Linked DNA regions of Mus musculus: region 2 is linked to region 1. The links are chromatin contacts, called in public promoter capture Hi-C maps. All regions are on one chromosome and are shown on one strand. The core of a region is the stretch at or near the end of the contact, and the rest is flanking DNA. Distances in the headings are between cores, read along the strand shown. Region 1 holds the start of Hs3st4 (heparan sulfate (glucosamine) 3-O-sulfotransferase 4). Region 2 has its middle 29 kb from the start of Gm30501.

Evidence for each region. Promoter capture Hi-C pulls out the DNA fragments that hold promoters and counts their contacts.
Region 2: a contact with region 1 is called in a promoter capture Hi-C map of hippocampal neurons, with 12 times the contacts expected there. The contact joins the enhancer-like site here to the promoter of Hs3st4 in region 1. A contact is called at or near these places in 1 of 39 promoter capture datasets (hippocampal neurons), 5 of 484 Hi-C or Micro-C datasets (LSK cells, cerebral cortex, cortical neurons and 1 more), 4 of 115 datasets of contacts at active chromatin or transcription factors (embryonic forebrain, forebrain, neural progenitor cells and 1 more) and 1 of 9 other capture datasets (embryonic stem cells).

Annotation. Positions count from the first base shown.
Region 1 is chr7:123,980,483-123,987,321 of GRCm38.p6, reverse strand. Hs3st4 (heparan sulfate (glucosamine) 3-O-sulfotransferase 4) reads right to left here and starts at 4,494. Exons shown (of 2, transcript NM_001252072.2): 1 at 3,429-4,494. The coding sequence starts at 4,141. Gm26974 (a long non-coding RNA gene) reads left to right here and starts at 3,868. Exons shown (of 4, transcript XR_003946874.1): 1 at 3,868-3,997.
Region 2 is chr7:125,177,863-125,184,287 of GRCm38.p6, reverse strand. No RefSeq gene overlaps it. Among named protein-coding and RNA genes, the nearest start is that of Gm30501, 29 kb to the left of the region's middle. Within about 2 kb of position 1,412, at least 12 of the 459 cell types and tissues checked have an H3K27ac peak or open chromatin away from gene starts, as enhancers often do. A contact at or near this core is called in cerebral cortex and hippocampal neurons, where this site is marked.

The sequences.
Region 1 (6,839 bases), core at 3,245-5,744:
TACCTCCAGGAATAAAGAAATCGTGGTCATAAAACAGAACCGCTGCTGTTTAGTTCACAGCATAAACTCAATGCTGCAGTGAATAACACATCTATAGAGTGGCAGCCGGCACTATGGCTGGCATTCCATAAATACCGGCATCTCATGTCCTCAGTCCTCTCTCCAGACACGAGCTGAGAGTGCTGCTGTCAACCACTGGGAACAAGAGCTGAGCATCCTGCAGCACGCAGTGAGTTCTTGGGGTCACTCCACCCTCTCAGTAGAACATAAGAGCATAGACCATCACCTTGGAGCTAAGTGGCTTCTAAAGCAAGATGTCATGGTCACTATACATGCAAGTCACAGAAGAGGCAAGTGTTTCTGTCCCTTTGTCATTATGATGAGTTCTGTTAGTGGCAGCCAGGGGTCTGCCCCCCAGGTCCCATCCCTTAGAAGGGTTCAGGTCTCTGCCAGGATCACTGAATCACTCTTATGGAACTTGCTTATGGTTTTGCCCTTTTGGAGAAAGGTACAGAAAGACAGAAGAAGAGGGCTTGATCCACCAGGCTTATTAACCATTGACCGTCTGGGTCAGTCCACCGCTGAGGCTAAGCATCTCTACAGCCTGAATACACACATCCTAATCCATTAGTCCAGTGCTGCCCTGAAAATCGCATGTACATCTTCTAATCTTCGAAGTGTTTTTACATTCCATTAGATCGACAGCATAGGTACAAAGGAAAACCCGGATTTAGGGACAACTGGAGTGATGCCACAGAAATGAACCTGCTAAAGCTGATTTGTTAGCTAGGAGGGAAGCCCAAGCCAGTCACATTGACAGCAGCTCCAGTTTTGTCCCAGCTCTTCTTGCTCAAAGCACAAAATCCAGGACCACTTGCAGAACCAGTGGACAACTGGGAGTATTTCAAACGATAAATAAGTGAAGGGTAAATGGTTAAATACATAATGAAAATTTAAAACCTTTAATTAACCTGTGCTTCTTCAATGAAGCCACCAGATTGTAGACAGCAGACATGGCACGGGCAAGTTAAGATGCCATCATTTAGGGTCTAGAGTTGCTCTGGGAACCAAGACAAAGAGTTTCTACAACTGGTTTGAATCAAAGCCACTACTCAGATTTCTACATCAGGATCTATCTATCATCCCTTCTTCCTACATGGGAGAGAGGCTCAGGGCAGGCATGAAAAGACAAGACTAATGAAGTCTCACAAATGTCTTCAAAGCACAGCTGTGAGGCTGGGAAGCTCACCAGTGATTCCCCAGGAGCTTCCAGGAGTCTTTCCATCAGCCATGTTTCAGTGGCTAATGGAGCCTGTGTTGTTAGATGGTCACACACTTCCATGAGGCTTGCTCTTAAAGAGAGTCTCTGCCTTACTTCCAATCAGCATCACTCAGTCTTGCATCTCTATATGGCAAGAGAATAAGGGCCAGGGGTTGAGGACCAAGAGATACCAAATGGTTCTCATACCTGGGCCCAAGCTGACCTTGCCCTAGGCATACCATTTGTGTTTAGCAGCTCTACTAAGGGCTAACAAATACCAAGCCACACATGCCACAAATGTTGGCTGGGATCAGGAGGCTGGAATTATCTCTACACCGCACACCTTCGGTAGCCATGACCGTGAGGTAGCTTATGTATCTCATCTTGGCATCACTGTAAAAGAACCTAAGAAATCTATCATCTCTTTCCTTTCATTTAGAAAACTCTCCTGGCCCCAAGATAGGGACTTCCTCGTTCAAGCATTCCCGTGAACTTTATTGGTCATCCAAATAAATCACTTCTTTCTGTAGCCCCACTGCAGCAAAGCCACCCAAAACACATGCTGCAAGATTTGATCTTTATTCCTCTCTTAAAGGGCATCTGACACTTCCCACAAGATGCGCAGCTTTAAAATTAGAACCAGGAGGGGGGATGCCTGCTTCCCCTCCGATGGCTAAAGCTACCCCACAGAAAAAATCAGGACATTCCTGTAGCTCACCAGCAAACAGCTGAACCCTTCCCAGACATCTTCCCCTGTCTTTATTTTGCTGTTGTTGCATTAATCATCCTAACACCTTTTTAATTATAATCACAAACTGGAAGCCATGGCTTGTGATGTTATAAATAAGGATTTTTTTCCAGTTAAATTAGGCACTTGCTGTTTTATGTTTTGATAGGAAGGGACTGTTTGAAGCCTCCTAAAATATCCCAATTAGTTCTTGCTGTTGAAACAGACAAGACATTAACAGACACACTCCCTGTCTCAGTGTGATGTGCTGGAATGTTTATGGCTCGGTGTACTTCTCTGCAGCTTTTAAGGCACAAGACAATTTTTTTCAAAAGTGGGAGAAAACAGTCACAACACACATGCTTATTACGTATTCCCAAAATAATGGCCCAAACTTTTCCCAGGCTGTAATCTAAACCCAGGAAGCATGTCTCTTCCACAGGAAAGCAACCCTGTCACAGGACATTTTACCTATTGGCTCTGTGGAACTGATAGCATCGCTTCAGCGGACAAGGGCTCTGTTTCTGTTTGACAGTTGCAATTAATTATTGAAATGTGATCGAGATGGGGCCACCCGTCCAGATCTGTTATCCAGAAAGATATGAAGAGGGAGGAAAGAGGAGGGACAAGAGAGAAAGGGGCTTGCATTCTGAGCATGTGCACGCACCAATGTTGTTTTAATGTCGGGGCTGGCAAGAAAGACAGATAATCGCTATCTGACCTGCACTTAACTTTCTCCTGCTCCTTTCCTCCCTCGCAGTTCCAACACCTGATGGTGTCCTGTCAGAAAGAGGTATATAACTCCCAGCAGAAGTAACTCCAGTCTGTCTCCAAGGATGCTCAAATTAGAAGGATCTCTGCACAGGGCACAGACATACTTATAGCACCAACTGGTATCTAGACACCTAGGCTCCTGATACTAAATCAACCCAGTGTTCATTCAGCCAAGAGGAACATAAAGTTACAGAGGTAGGAAATAGCCAAAGCGCCTACACCGTCTTTTTTTTTTTTTTTTAACTGTTCATTTTGCTCTGACCTTAAAACACTGAAGTTGGATTCCAGCCACACAAACGCTTTTGAGGGCGCTTTAGATTGATTCCTGGGGATCTCAAAGCTCGTCGTCAATTTAGCTCTCCTGTCTCATTCCTCCGCTTGTTCTCAACTAGAAGCCCAGCGCCCTGTATTGGCCTGGATTGGGAAACACCCCACAGACAGGCGGGAGAGCTGGGGATTCCCAGATTTGAAGCCTGGTAGTTCTCCAAGGCACCTGCTCCTCCCCTTTCCCAGAAATAAAGTGATCTTTTAGCTGGAGTCCTGTTCTCTCATCTGTACCGGGACTCTGCGCAAACAGGCCAGGGCTCCCACTGCCCTCCCCTGGATGCTCTGGCTATGGGCTCTCGGGACCCCTTATGCGTCTGGCACTCCGCAGCAGCCTCCTACCTGTACCATTCCAGCCCCTTCTCGTAGTTCCTGTCGAAGAAGTGCGGCTCTACGCCCACTGCCCTTACGTCCGGGTGGACTCGGATAGCCTCCAGCAGCGCGCGTGTCCCTCCTTTCTTGACCCCGATGATCAGTGCCTGGGGCAGCTTCTTCTCCCCATAATCAGGGGTGCTGGCGGGGCCCCGTTCCGCACTCCCGTTGGCCGCCCTCCGGCCTTCCAGCTCCTCGGCTGCGCCTGGCTCCTGCGCCCCGCGCCCCAACAGCGCGTCCTGCTCTGTGACCGCGTCTCCGGGGGCAGGCGGGCTCCTGGGCCAGGCGTCCCGAGCACCGCCGCCGCTCGCCAGTCCCCAGCCGTCGGCCGCAGGAGTCGTGAAGCGCTCGGGGGGCTCGGGCGGTGGCCCGCGGCTCGCGTTGTCCGGCGGCGGCGAGGAGGCGCCGGGGCGCACGCGGGGAGGCGGCAGCGAGGGAGACAGCAGGCTCGGCGGGGGCTCCGCGGCGGATCCCGGGGGCTCCTGCAGCGCCAGCGGGAACTGCAGCGAACCCGAGCCGCCCAGCAGGCTGTAGCACAGGTAGGTGACGGACAGGGACAGGGTGCACATGAAGAGCAGCTTGCGCGCCGGCGGCCCCTTAGTGGAGGCGCCGGGCAGCAGCGGCGGCGCGGCGAGCGGCGGCGGCGGCGGCGGAGGCGGAGGCGGTGCGGGCCACCGGGCCATCGCGGCTCCCGGCTCGCGGCGGCGGCGGCCCCCGGCGCTGCCCGGACATGGTTTCAGCCGCCGCCCCCGCCGCCGCCGCCGCCGCCGCCCAGCCGCCCCGGCTGCATGGAGCGACGCCGCTGCGCCCCCGGCCCTGGCTGCCGTCCCGCTGCGCCGGGGACAAGCCCGGACGCATGGCCCCCTCCCCTCGCGAGCCCCCGCCGCCCCCCTCAACCTCAGGCCAGGAGCCCGAGGGGGGCGCCTAGTCGCGGCGGCACCTGCTCCGTGCGCAGCGCCCCGCTCTCCCCGCGCTGCCGCGGCTACCGCTCCCGCAGCCCCGAGTTCCTTCCCTGCTGCTAACTTTCTGCCGGGAGAGAGGACCGGCGCCGAGGGGCGGAGGCGAGGGGGCCGGGCGCGCGCCCGCCGCCGCCCGGGGAAGGAGGGGTGCGCCTCGCGCGTGCCTGCGGAGGGGGTGCGCGAGAGCGGAGGCGTGCGCCAAGGCTGGGGCGCCCGGGAGAGCGGAGATCCCGGCCCCCGCCAGCCGCCGCCAAGCGCGCGCGGAGGACCTCGCCCCGCCCTAGCGCTGCGCTCCCACGGGAGTCGGAGGTGTCCGCGCTCGCCAGCGTTCGCTCCAGACTCTTGGAGGGAATTGTAACCCAGAGCTGGCCTGGACCGTCCTGCGCTGGAGAAGCTGAGATCCTAGCAGTGACAAGTTCCCCCAGGTCTCCTCCGATGGGACTCTGAGAAAACTCAGCCCATTTCTGACTGTCTCTTCCCTAGCTTTCTCCTGCCTTGCTTTCTGATGCAGTTCTTTCCCCACCCCAACTTCCACCTCCCCAGCCTTATCTTTGAGGCTCCTGATGGGTGGAGCTTTGACACAGACCCCAAGGTTTCCCAGACTAGAAGCTTTTGCCCCTGCCTTTTCACCCAGAGACTGTACTTTCTGCTGGGAGATGGCGCTGTCCCCTACCGGGTCCCTTTAACCACAGGTGCACCCACCTGTGCCCTGTGGGAGGCACTGCGGGCTAAGGGAGCTTGGGGTTCCCTGAGCTGACACAGACTGGGGTCCTCATCCCTCCAAACACCAAATAAGCAGAGGGATGTCTGCGTGTCACTTCACTGAATATTTTAGGTGCCTGTGCTTAGCAGAGAGATTTCCATCCCTCCTCTCACTCGGTGGTATTAAAGGCTTTGCGAGATTCTAAAGTGGACTGGTTTGTTGTAGCCTTTAGCGCAGGAGAAGGGGAAGATGGAACCTAGAACTGGGGGAGCGTCCATCTAGGGAGGCTCTCAGGAGCCCTTCTTCGTGAGTACTGGCACTGGCTCTAATGTGCTCTACCCTGCTAGGCACAGTTAGCTGGTTACCCAGACTATCAGCTTTCTCCCTCTTCTGCTGCAGAGGCTGGCTTCTCCTGTTCTATTTGATCTCATAATGGGAACAATAGTTGAAAGAAAATGTATATAATGTCTAAATATTAACAAGATACCTAGTGCCAAAGAGAGGAAAAATGTTAATCAAATATGACGAAGACCGGGGACTTTTCCCTGGGTGAACAAAAGCTCGCTGCTGCTCTCAGCTGGACATGAGTCTTCCACACCGCAGCTTCGGTTCAGATAAAGATTATTCCTTTATAATACATTTTTTATGGTACACAGGAGACTCTGAAATACGGAGTCTGGTGTCCTGTAAATCACCCCCTGTAACTAGCGATGCTTTTCTTCAACCACCACACAACTCCATTACTGTAATGTTAATGGGAAGGACCAGCTGAAGCTGACAGAAATGCCACTTCATCCAGCCCTCCTTCAACTCCAAGTGCAGCTGTCAGATAGGAAGTTCGGTGTCTGCTAATGTTGCCACTGCCTCGGGTTGGACTTCTTTTGCTAGCTAGGGCACTAGGATGCTGAAGCCAGAGCCTTGCTGCTCTTGACCCCCAGTTCTCAGACTCTCTCGGTTCTCGGCAGTCAAAACAGACCTGCCCTGTATGCAGTTCTCACTAAAGATGTGTTCTCAGACTTGGGAAACAAATTTTTTTCATAAAATGGTGTTAAAATGTAGCCCAGAAAGGGCAAGCTGATAGTAGATATCTGGCAGGCAGCAGGAAGAAGGGAAAATGTTTAAATCGACTCCAAATGGTTGAAAACTGCAGACTTTCCCTGGAGGATCAGTCTACTTACTGATTCTGAATACCCAACTCTCTTAGTTGGAGTTTCCACTGCTGTGAAGACACACCATAACCAAGGCAACTCTTACAAAGGACAACATTTAATTGGGGCTGGCTTATAGGTTCAGAGGGTCAGTCTATTATCATAAATGTGGGAGCACGGCAGCGTCCAGGCATACATAGGGCTAGAGGAGCAGAAAGTTCTACATTTTGATCCAAAGGCAGACAGAAGACTGGCTCCCACGTGGCTAGGGGGAAGGTCTTAAGGCCTACCCCCACTGAGACACACTCCCTCCAACAAGGCCACACCTACTCCAACAAGGAGACACCTCCTAATAGTACCACTCCCTGAGCCAAGCACATACAAACCACAACTAAGCCTGAAAACTCAGATCTAGAACTCAGGCCTTCCAGAAGAGCCTACAGGCTCTGTGTTTTCCCCTGTCCATCTGGGTTGTGCCTGCACATTTATGACTCTTATCTGAGAAATCTTGTCAGGAAGATTTCTCAGGATCCCTTTTCTTTCTGATACCTAAAAGAATGACATCAAAACA
Region 2 (6,425 bases), core at 163-2,662, 1.2 Mb before region 1:
CTGCCCGGGGAACCTCAGGAACTATAAACTTGCTGTTTTCTTTACAAATTACCCAGCTTCAGTCACATTCTTATAGCAACAAAGTGGACTAAGACACAAACTAACCATCCATTTGGTCATAAAGGAAATTGTCACTAGGAGAAAAAAAATGCTCTTTCTGCATCACTATTGTGAACATCTTCTTCCTCCCTTCTTTCTTCTCCCCTCAGAAGGGAAGAGTACCCTCTGATACCCTGTCTGCCCAAGCTGTACCATGAACAATGACTCCTTCTCCCTCCCCAGTACCATGAAAACTGACTCCTCCCCTCCAACTGTACCATGGACACTGACTCCTCCCCCCAGCTGTACCATGGACACTAACTCTTTCCTCCCCTCCAACTGTACCATGAACACTGACTCCTCCCCTAAGCTGGACCATGAGCACTGACTCCTCCCCCAGCTGTACCATGGACACTGACTCCTCCCCTCAGCTGTACCATGGACACTGACTCCTCCCCCAGCTGTTCCATGGACACTGACTCCTCCCCCAGCTGTACCATGGACACTGACTCCTCCCCCAGCTGTACCATAGGCACTGACTCTTTCCTTCCCTCCAACTGTACCATGGACACTGACTTCTCCCCTAAGCTGGACCATGAACACTGACTCCTCCCCCAGCTGTACCATGGACACTGACTCCTCCCCTAAGCTGGACCATGAACACTGACTCCTCCCCCAGCTGTACCATGGACACTGACTCCTCCCCTAAGCTGGACCATGAACACTGACTCCTCCCCCAGCTGTACCATGGACACTGACTCCTCCCCTAAGCTGGACCATGGACACTGACTCCTCCCCCAGCTGTACCATAGGCACTGACTCTTTCCTCCCCTCCAACTGTACCATGGACACTGACTCCTCCCCCAGCTGTACCATGGACACTGACTCCTCCCCTAAGCTGGACCATGAACACTGACTCCTCCCCCAGCTGTACCATGAACACTGACTCTTTCCTCCCCACCAACTGTATCATGAACACTGACTCCTCCCCCAGCTGTACCATGAACACTGACTCCTCCCCCCAGCTGTTCCATGGACACTGACTCCTCCCCCAGCTGTACCATAGAGACTGACTTTTCTTCCCCTCCAGCTGTACCATAAACACCGACTCCTCCCCCAAGCTGGACCATGAACACTGACTCCTCCCTCCCACGCAGCGTCTTTGTACGTCCTTTCTGCCTCTTTACTTTTGTCATGATGGTCTCCAAATGCTGGAGAATTTCTCCCACTTTGGAAAAATCAGTTTGATAACCACGGTCCCTCCATGTCCCACTTTGCCTCTGTTGAGCTTCAGCAGCCGTCTCTGTACCACCTCAGGAGGTTTTAAGATCAGGTGCCTGCACTGCATCTGAAAACAATAAAAGAGCAGCGTGCTGCAGCTGAGCGGAGCCTGACATCAACAGGCTTCTGAGACGTCTCCCTGGTGTTTCTATAAGCAGCCCATGGCAGAAAGCTGATCTTTCATTGCCCCTCCCCCACAATAAAAACATCGATTTAAAATTAGCCTGAGATACTGTCTCTGCCTCCTTATCTTCGCAGTGGTGTCTGAAACTGCTTTGGAAATGTCACCAGTGAATGTCTATACCTTGCTGACCCTCCTGCTCTTCTGACCTGGTTGGTGGGCTCCTCAGATTTTCTCTGAACCTCACGCTGTATTCTCCCGATCAGCTCTTTCTCTGCTTCTCTGGTAGGCTCCATTTCTAGAGCACTCTGGGAATGGGTGTTCTCTTGACATCTCAGCCCCTCTTCCTGATTGGTGAGCTGGTCTATCACTCCTGGTTCAGCAACGACAGCTCCCAGAAGTCTACACCTTGCACTCCAGGACTCCCTTTTCTACCACATTTTGTGCAGCTCATGTGCTTCTCTCTAACTCTGGCTTCCTGTGCCCACTTTCATACCCCGCAGCTCCTACAGAGCATCTCCCTGTCTCCCCCTCACATGCTGTGAGTCACTGAGTATGAACATTCTAATGCCAGAACTTATTCTCACCGATCTTCTCCATCAATTGCTCAGTTCAAATCCCCATGTGAACTGCCCAATTGTTCTCTTGGTCCCACCTGTAGGACCGCCTTCTGTAGACCTTTCCCCACAGGGCTATGGAACAGAACTCTTTGTAATGCAAAACTGACTATAGCTTTACTTCCCTAAAGTCCATTTTTCAATAGCACAAATGTTAAAAGTCCAGGCAACTGAACATGTGTGTGCTTGAGACTCTGGACAGCTTATAGAAAAATACCAATAGATACGGACAGGAGATGAGAGGAGGCAGATGGATCGCATGCAGATGGATGACCGGAGAGGGAAGCAGTGTTGCACCGTGGGAGGAGGGGAATCTTCCCTGACTTTCTGAACTTGTGACTTGACTTTTAAATCAGGTGAAAGAACTTTACCAACTCAACAGCTCCGTCAGAAGATGTGCACAATTTCAGCTACTGTACGCTCCATTCCTTCCTATGGTGGTGATGCTGGTTATGTGCATGTCTGCCCACCAGGGGCCAGGAGTGGATAATGGATGACTCTGGCACATATGTGGGTACTTCTCTCAAGGATGGCAGAACCCAGAGTTGTTTCCTGCACCACCCTCTTCCTTCCTTCTCCAGGTCCAGGCTGTATATCTCACCCAAGTATTCCACAAGCTACCTCTTGTCCCAGCCCTCATTTTCTGTATTCCCTGCCCCACTCCACACTCTGAAGCTACCCTGTCCTCCCTGCAGCTACTGGAAGGAAGTTTCCATCTCTGTGCATTTGCCTCAGAAATGAAGCCTGGACATTTTCTATTCAGCCTTTAAAATTCTTCAATGTCAGCCGACACTATCAGGGCACCTGGTATCCCAGCTGATCTGACTGGAATAGCTCTGCTAACCAATGGGGAAGTTTTGTCTCATGTAGGTAGGGACTAGGTCTGTTCCACTCTGAGTTCCCGGTGCTGGGCAGAAGAATCTTTGGCCTTAACATATACTTGTGGGATAAATAATTAAACGGGCAAATGAATAAGCAAATTTAAAAAGAAGATGACTGTTGAAAACACCCAGGGATTCACCCTTCAGTCAAAATGAGGTACTTCAAACCGTTCTGCCTAGGAGTGTAGCAGGAGGGGGCCTTGAAATGGGTGCTCTCATTTTGACCCCAAATTGGTGATCTTTACTGGGCTCCAACATTATCCTGTTAGTTATGTTCTTGTGTGGCATAACCAATTCCTCCATGAGCCTACAAAAACAACACCCTGAGAGTCAGGTATCTTTTTTTTTTTAAATTTATTTTTTTATTAGGTATTTTCCTCGTTTACATTCTCAATGCTATCCCAAAAGTCCCCCATACACAGCCCCCCAATCCCCTACCCACCCACTCCCCCTTTTTGGCCCTGGGGTTCCCCTGTACTGGGGCATATAAAGTTTGCAAGTCCAATGGGACTCTCTTTGCAGTGATGGCCGATTAGGCCATCTTTTGATACATATGCAGCTAGAGACAAGAGCTCCGGGGTACTGGTTAGTTCTATTGTTGTTCCACCTATAGGGTTGCAGTTCCCTTTAGCTCCTTGGGTAATTTGAGAGTCAGGTATCTTATCCATACCTGTACCTGTAAGGTATTCTCGGGACACTGGAGATACCTGATAGATCTGTTGAACAAATAAATGGATCTGCTTTGAAACTGTGCAGCATTTGAAGGATCTTCAGTGCAGAATAGACTTGGGAACGCAGGCTTCAAAGAAGGCAAGGATTTAGGTGTACCCTGCTGGCTGATGCTGGGTTAAGACAGGCTCAAACAACCTTCAGGGAGAGGCCTCAGAAGCATAGCTACCACACATCTTATGTGCATATTCATTTGGAGAATTTGTTAGAGAGGAAGTCTGGGGAACTCATGGTAAGAGTTCAATGTGGGTTGGAAGTTAGCAGGAGCAAGAGGTGTGCACAGTGCCAGTTTTAAGTGTTTATTTGACATTGCTCAAAGTGCCTCACTGTATCACTCGTGGATTTGGCCTCTAGGATACAAATCATACACCTTTATAGGTGAAGAGATGGGTGCAGAAGGATGAGACAGCTTACCTCAGGTCACAGAAGCAGAGCAAGGCAAGGCTCCACCTTGCTTCTTGTGTTTCTCCATTGTTTACCCATAAATGACAGGTGGTCTGCCCCTCCCTCCAGTGTTGAACACCCCAGCTTCACTTCTAGGGCTTATCCCACCGCTGAAAGACTCTTTCCCCTTTGTATTTGGAGCATATCAAGTTTATTTTTTCCTCTAGGTTTTTTAAAATGCTGGTACATTTTACCTTAAAATGTGTGATGATGCCTTTGTCATCGAGGGAATTGACATAGGTATCTGGTCCCACAGGGTGACTCTAAAGTGACAAATCATTTGAAGTAACAAGGCAGACCCTGCATTTCCACTTGGAAGCAGTAAGTCAACTCTCCATGTGGCCTCAGTCCCAACCCTCCAAAGCCCTCACACCAGTGCTAGGTTGTGCCACTAGCCTGACGTTGGCATTATCTAGATGTCCAGAGTCCCCTTGGCATGTGCCACCCACTTTGGCCAGATTGAAGACACAAAGGAGCCCTTTCTAAAGCTTCTGGTAAGATGCTAGCATGTCTCTTGGGGGCTCAGAGCAAACACATCATCTTGCTGCAATTCTGATTTTGGGTAAACAGTGACAGAGGATCCTGAGCTTCTGATTCTAACCAGGGCCAGCTATGCCAGTGCTGTGTCAAATACTGTGCCAGCTGTGCCAATGCTGTGCCAGTGCTCTACCAGTGCTATGTCAGCTATGTCAGCTGTGCCAATGCTGTGCCAGTGCTATACCAGCTGTGCCAGCTGTGCCAGTGCTATACCAGCTGTGCCAGCTGTGCCAGCTGTGCCAGTGCTATACCAGCTGTGCCAGCTGTGCCAGCTGTGCCAGTGCTGGGCCAGCTACGTCATCTGTGCCAGTGCTGTGTCAGTTTGCAAGCACAAAAGGAAATGTATTATTTCTTTAGAATTAAATTTATTTTTTTTCATAAATCCTTCCTGGCTGTTTATTTTTCTTTGACTGTAAAATACTTTTCAAAAAGATTATAACTGAAGTTGAATTTTGGTGAATCCTGCTGGAAGGTCCCAAGGATGACCTAGGGCACTGGCTCTCAAGCTTCCTAATGCTGTGACCCAGTGAATACTGTTCCTCCTGTTGTGGTGACCCCCAGCCAAGATTTATTTCATTGCTACTTCATAACTGTAATTTTACTACCATTAAATAGCTGATAGGCAAGATATCTGATATATGACCCCCAAAGGGATCATGACCCACATGTTGACAATCACTGACCTAGCATATTTGGAGGATAGCTGGAAGCCCAGAGAGGGCAAACAGAGAGGAAGTAATAGCAATTCTCAGACAAGGCTTAGGACCATTGCCCCACATGCTCCCAGTAGCCCTAGTGTCTTAGGGTTAGACTGCTGTGAAGAGACATCATGACCAGAGACACTCTTATAAGAAAACATTTAATTGGGGCTGGTTTAGAGTTTCAGAGGTTTACCCCAATATCATCACGTTGGGAAGCATGGCAGCATGTAGGCAGACATTGTGCTGGAAAAGCCGAGAGTTCCACATATTGATCTGCAGGTAGTAGAAAGAGACAGTGTTCTACACTGGGCATAGTCTGAGCCTATAAGGGACCACAAAGCCCCCCCACCCCCCATAGTGACATACTTCCTCCAACAAGGACACACCTACCCCAATGCCATACCTCCCAACAGTGCCATTCCTTGTGGGACAAGCATGCACACATTATGGGGGCCATACTTATTCCGACCACCACAGCCACTAACCCTAAACTGGTTGCTGAGAGAGGTGACTCAGCCATTAGAGGGTGTGAAGTACCCAGGAGGCCATCTTGGACACAGCCCAGCACTTCATTGTAGTTAACCCGATGATCAGGAAGTTTCCTTTGGGGACTGGGTGCCAGCTGTCTACACCTGCTCAACAAGGAGCTATGTTTCAAGGCTGGGCACAGCTTTGGGCCATTTATAAACTAAACATTTAATACTCTGTGTCTCAAGGCATCTGGAAATTACATTCTTATTTGGGAGCTTCAGTTTGGTGGAATGAACCCTATTGTGATTCTAATTTGCTTGGGGAAAACCATGCAAACCTACTAATTTGCATGCTAAGAAGTGAGGGACAGTGATGTCTGGGAAAGTATAGGTAAGGGGAGTCTTGAAGGGGAGACTGGATGGTGACAGAGAGGTAAGGATGGAGGCTTGCTTAAGGTAGAGCCAGCAGTGTCCAGGATTGATGGGCTCAGAGACTTCTGGCTCAGATCCCAAGGAAAGTATATTTTCCCAACCATCCCTCAAATATCAGACTTCTTTGCTTTTAAAGGAGTTTTTGTTTTACATAATAAACCTACTTAGAAAAA